2 separate regions of the Xenopus tropicalis genome follow, and region 1 is linked to region 2. Evidence: chromatin contacts called from public Hi-C data. All regions are on one chromosome and are shown on one strand. Each heading gives the region's core, a stretch centred on a gene start, on an enhancer-like site or on the middle of the called end of the contact. The rest is flanking DNA. Distances are from core to core; before and after follow the strand shown.

The links. A called contact is a pair of places that touch in the nucleus more often than the background predicts.
Region 1: a Hi-C map of tailbud embryo shows a contact between it and region 2, with 7 times the contacts expected there. The contact joins the promoter of fam177b here to the enhancer-like site in region 2. A contact is called at or near these places in 5 of 5 Hi-C or Micro-C datasets (brain, gastrula embryo, liver and 2 more).

What each region holds. Positions count from the first base shown.
Region 1 is chr5:9,567,232-9,570,315 of UCB_Xtro_10.0, forward strand. fam177b (family with sequence similarity 177 member B) reads right to left here and starts at 1,711. Exons shown (of 7, transcript NM_001127139.1): 1 at 1,625-1,711; 2 at 309-363. The coding sequence starts at 332.
Region 2 is chr5:9,304,792-9,307,807 of UCB_Xtro_10.0, forward strand. No RefSeq gene overlaps it. Among named protein-coding and RNA genes, the nearest start is that of ccdc185, 7.9 kb to the right of the region's middle. Within about 2 kb of position 1,635, at least 1 of the 11 cell types and tissues checked has an H3K27ac peak or open chromatin away from gene starts, as enhancers often do. A contact at or near this core is called in gastrula embryo, where this site is marked.

The DNA of each region.
Region 1 (3,084 bases), core at 461-2,960, 260 kb after region 2:
ACAGTAGGGGGTACATTATCCCTTATAATACATGAGTGATACTCAGAGTTCCCTGTATAACTCAGCCTGCAGCCTTGTGCCTTTATATGGGCACAGAACCCCTCAGTGACTGCTAATATCCTTGTCATTTACAGTAGGGGGTACATTATCCCTTATAATACATGAGTGATACTCAGAGTTCCCTGTATAACTCAGCCTGCAGCCTTGTGCCTTTATATGGGCACAGAACCCCTCAGTGACTGCTAATATCCTTATCATTTACAGTAGAGAATTTAGGAATTTATTTGGTTACATATAACCTCACTTACCAGTATGACGTCTCCGTCCGACATTTTGAGAACTTTGTGAGTCTGTGGGACAGATCTGAGTAATGAAGAAAAACAAGAAAATCAAGAGTGCGGTTATACCTGTGCCCCTACCTGGCTGTGGGCGGGAGCAGAGTGTAGGTGACAGGGACACCACTATAAATATAGGAATAACACATGCTCAGTCGGTCTGGGCTGTAAACAAAGGCACAGAAACATCTGATCCTAAAACAATACAATCTAGCCAGATCTGCTGCCGTGCCATCTGTATCCATCATTCAGTGCTGTACTATTAACTGTAGGATCTGTCACTGTGACAGAATGCTCTGTTATACAGATAGCTAGAATCTCAGCCATAAAGCAGGGCAGGACTGCTGCTTACAATGGGGGGGATCAGATAGGATCTGTGCCACTGTGACAGAATGCTCTGTTATACAGATAGCTAGAATCTCAGCCATAAAGCAGGGCAGGACTGCTGCTTACAATGGGGGGATCAGATAGGATCTGTGCCACTGTGACAGAATGCTCTGTTATACAGATAGCTAGAATCTCAGCCATAAAGCAGGGCAGGACTGCTGCTTACAATGGGGGGATCAGATAGGATCTGTGCCACTGTGACAGAATGCTCTGTTATACAGATAGCTAGAATCTCAGCCATAAAGCAGGGCAGGACTGCTGCTTACAATGGGGGGATCAGATAGGGTCTGTGCCACTGTGACAGAATGCTCTGTTATACAGATAGCTAGAATCTCAGCCATAAAGCAGGGCAGGACTGCTGCTTACAATGGGGGATCAGATAGGATCTGTGCCACTGTGACAGAATGCTCTGTTATACAGATAGCTAGAATCTCAGCCATAAAGCAGGGCAGGACTGCTGCTTACAATGGGGGGATCAGATAGGATCTGTACCACTGTGACAGAATGCTCTGTTATACAGATAGCTAGAATCTCAGCCATAAAGCAGGGCAGGACTGCTGCTTACAATGGGGGGGATCAGATAGGATCTGTGCCACTGTGACAGAATGCTCTGTTATACAGATAGCTAGAATCTCAGCCATAAAGCAGGGCAGGACTGCTGCTTACAATGGGGGGGGGGGGGGGATCAGATAGGATCTGTGCCACTGTGACAGAATGCTCTGTTATACAGATAGCTAGAATCTCAGCCATAAAGCAGGGCAGGACTGCTGCTTACAATGAAATATGTATTAAACATATTTGTCTTCAGCCACAAATACCTTCATTTTGATGTTAGTGCCCCTAGTCAGTAATGCCCCCCCACCTGCCCCTCTATGAGCTAAATCAGCCCCTCGCCCCCTTACCGTGCCGGTGCTCCCTCAGTACCCGGGTGGTACCTGTGCCAGGGTGAGTGGGTGGCAGGGAGCCCAGTCCCAGAGGCACAGACAGCAGATCCTACAGACTTTGTTTGGTTTCAGGGCAGCTCCGGACTCTTTGCAGCACATAATCAGTAGGGCGTCTCTCCTGGGCCAGGGCAGGGGGAGCCGCAGGGAGAGAGCTCTGTATAATGACTCAGGGCTGGAGAATATCCCACAGGCTCAGGTTTCCCTTCCTCAGTTCTACTTAATACCCTAATCCTAATTGTCTGGCCTACAGGTGGCACAGGGAGCTAATGTGGGAGGGGCTTAGGGAGCTAATGTGGGAGGGGCTTAGGGAGCTAATGTGGGAGGGGCTCACTGCTCAAGGGGAACTTAGAACAACATTGTAAGCATCAAACCATTGCAGGAATAAATTCCAATCCTACTTAGGGCAGGAGCTACCATCGTGTTTATTGGCACTTACCAAAAATGAATGGCTGGGAAACATGGGGCCCCAGAATGATCATGGATCCATCCCCTTTTTGAGGCAGATCTTACAATTTAATGTGACTAAATCTTCCCATAATTCCCTTGTACTGCACAATTATTATTGCTGGATACATCTACTCCTTGTAGAGTGTAAGCTCTTTTGGGCAGGGCTCCCTTCCCCTCCTGTATCGGTTACTGATTGCTTTATATGTTACTCCTTGTAGAGTGTAAGCTCTTTTGGGCAGGGCTCTCTTCCCCTCCTGTATCGGTTATTGATTGCTTTATATGTTACTCTGTATGTCCAATGTATGTAACCCACTTATTGTACAGCACTGCGGGATATGTTGGCGCTTTATAAATAAATGTTAATAATAATAATACTTGAATGAAAGCTGCCATTTTGCTTGCTTCACCCGAATCAGCCTCATTGGATAGCTACAGAGCAAGCCCATTAATAAACTCTATTGAAAGTGCTCAGTATTTATCTATAGAGAATTCATAGTTGATTTACTCTCCTTATTATCAAATTGGCTGATTTTATCTTGGGGTGCTGAGCTACAGTAAGTACAGGAAAACTTAATGGCCCCCCAGTAGGAAAGCGTTTTTAGACCCCTATACCCTGTGCAAGTGCCTGGGGTGCAGCCTGTATCACCCCATGTGGGCAAATTGCTTTCAAGGTGCCCCCTATTCCCCTTACAGTTACACCACTGCACAGTGGGGCATCCTTTCCCATGATTCAGTTGGGGCTGCAATGTGGGCGTGGCCTGTACATAGCATGTGTGTATTGCTGGAGCTGAGACTGGCTGCAATCCCAAGGATCCGTCATTGCCCCATAGCCACCGTGGCACTACCTGCTCGCCTGGGAATGGGGTTCTGACTGCTGTAGCCGATTACGTGCCAAATCCCCTATAGAACTTGGCCTGAGAATATGGAGAGATATTGCAGTTGCATCACTACAAGCACTAGATAATGCAAAC
Region 2 (3,016 bases), core at 385-2,884:
ATCAGGTAATTTGGGAAGCGCTGCCCAGTTCTGCCTCTGCCAGCGCTTTATCCATGCACTGAGAAGGGGCAGATGAAATGATCAATCCGGATAGACTTATGGCCGTCCAATGGGGCCCAATCAGATGGTTCAGAAAGTGGGCTCTGATGCCAGGGTCTTTGGGACATTTGTTAAGGAAACAGATTTGATTATAGTGTCAATGGGAAAAGCCCAAAGGCCCCTGGCTACAAACTGGCGGCTGAAAGGCTCAGTGTTCCGTATGTCGCACACGTCGCTTTCCTGCTCTCTGGGAGGATAAAGGGGCAGTTATTTGTTCCCTACAAGCCGTTGGCAGAGGGATGTTTCAGACCGGCCGTTCCTTTTATACAAGTTGAAGTAAGTAGGTCATAGAACTGCGCAGGCGCCCAATATGCCGCAGGAGGCTGAGCAAAGTATCCACAGAAGGGTTAAATTAACCCCCTGGCCGGAATTCTCGGCAGCCGCCAACAGGACACGATACAGGGTCGGAAGTACAAAAGCTAAGGGGTTAATATTCAAGTGGTGTCTATAGATAAGGAGAACAAAACCAGAGAGAAATAATTATACATTCACAAGACTGGCAGTTTCAGCCTTACATAGGACTCCATTGTTCCCAGTCTGGCTCTCTTATCTCTTTCTATAGCGCCACTACAATGAGGAGAAGCCATGGGCTATACATAGAAAAACCAATAACACAGTGGCCAGAGTTATCTGTTATTTATATTTATATTTGGATATGTTATGCTTTGGTTCTGTAGGCAGCAAGAATTCTAATGATGATCCGGGGTTGGTGAAAGGTTAAATCTGCAGGCCTAGCGACCAAATACAAACACTCTCATGTGACGGCAGCACCCCCTAGTGGTAAATTGGTGTAACCTCACATCAGCCTTTCAGCAACTAAAGCTCTTATAGGAGGGTCCTGGTGTTTACAGCTCCCTGTAGGGCTTCCCCTTAAGGAAAACTATACCCCAAACAATGTCGGTCTCTATACAAATATATTGTATAAACAGCTCCTATGTAAAACTCTGCTTCATCTAAATAAACCATTTTCATATAAATATACTTATTTAGCAGTATGTGCCATTGGGTAATCCTAAATAGGAAACTGCCATTTTATGTACTAAGGGCCGCCCCCTGGGATCATAGGAGTCACAGTGCACACAAACAAGCCAAGGCACACATACATGCTAGGCTCCATCAGCCAATGAATGGGCAGAGTTCTGCCTTTTGCTCCCACACTACTTCCTGTTACAGTTAGAGCTGCATCACTTCCTGTCAGCTGATCTCTGAGGGAGCACACAGCCCATCACTAAATGGCGGCTCAAGGGAAAGGATGTAAAAGGGCAATATTTACTGATATATATATTCCAGTTTGGGGAGATTCTTTAATAGGCCACTTAATATGATATAAACTGTCTGTTGGTTACGTATTCATTCTGGGGGTTTAGTTTCCCTTTATTTCCTTTGCATTTGAAAGGGTTAAAGCATGCTGAGTCCCACTGGGGCCCCCCAGTTTGAGTATCAGTTTACACAATGGGGAAATGACATGGTGCCGGCCCCCGGATTCAGACAATGATCCTGTTGTGCCATTGATTTATATGCGGTGTCCCTGCAGCTCGGTGTCCCGGGGAGATAAGTGTTATCAGCCAGAGGCAGCTGTTCCTTCTGTCCAGCGCTGTGATTGGCCAGTGATGCAGGCATCCCATCCCTACCCCTGTATCCCCTGTATCCCCGGTCAGGTCTGTAGGAGACTGGGGGGCACCCAAACTCAGCCCGAGGCAGATCCCAAGGATGCCGGTCCCACCTCTGCGCAGAAGAACGGGCAGAACCCCCGACCCGAAACCAGAATTTACAGCAAAGCAGCCACCAAAATGGGAGCAGTGGGAGGTAAGAGCCCTCTGTGATTGTCTTATTAGAATGTAAGCTCTTCTGCTCTATCTACTGTTCTGCTTCCTCCATACGACTGATAACTTGTTCCCTCTCTCTCCCAGATTCTAGTGGTTTTTGGCTCAATTTTGCTGCTGATGTACATTTGGTTTTGCTATGAGAATTTCCATTTTCATATCACCCACTTCTACGCCCACCTGGGGTATCCAAACGCCCAGCACTTAGTGGGGCAAAGGTACCTGAGAGGTAAGTGGGCAAATTCTGAGTGAGCAGGAGGGGACGGGACTGACAGCAAAAGGGTTAATGTTACATCTGTAGGGAAATGAGAGCAGGGCAGGCAGTAACCCTTCCAACACTTTCCCCTGTCTCTGCCCCTATATATTAGGTACCTACCTAGTGCTACCAACCCCTATTTCTGTAGGGAAATGAGAGCAGGGCAGGCAGTAACCCTTCCAACACTTTCCCCTGTCTCTGCCCCTATATATTAGGTACCTACCTAGTGCTACCAACCCCTATTTCTGTAGGGAAATGAGAGCAGGGCAGGCAGTAACCCTTCCAACACTTTCCCCTGTCTCTGCCCCTATATATTAGGTACCTACCTAGTGCTACCAACCCCTATTTCTGTAGGGAAATGAGAGCAGGGCAGGCAGTAACCCTTCCAACACTTTCCCCTGTCTCTGCCCCTATATATTAGGTACCTACCTAGTGCTACCAACCCCTATTTCTGTAGGGAAATGAGAGCAGAGCAGGCAGTAACCCTTCCAACACTTTCCCCTGTCTCTGCCCCTATATATTAGGTACCTACCTAGTGCTACCAACCCCTATTTCTGTAGGGAAATGAGAGCAGGGCAGGCAGTAACCCTTCCAACACTTTCCCCTGTCTCTGCCCCTATATATTAGGTACCTACCTAGTGCTACCAACCCCTATTTCTGTAGGGAAATGAGAGCAGGGCAGGCAGTAACCCTTCCAACACTTTCCCCTGTCTCTGCCCCTATATATTAGGTACCTACCTAGTGCTACCAACCCCTATTTCTGTAGGGAAATGAGAGCAGGGCAGGCAGTAACCCTTCCAACACTTTCCCCTGTCTCTGCCCCTATATATTAGGTACC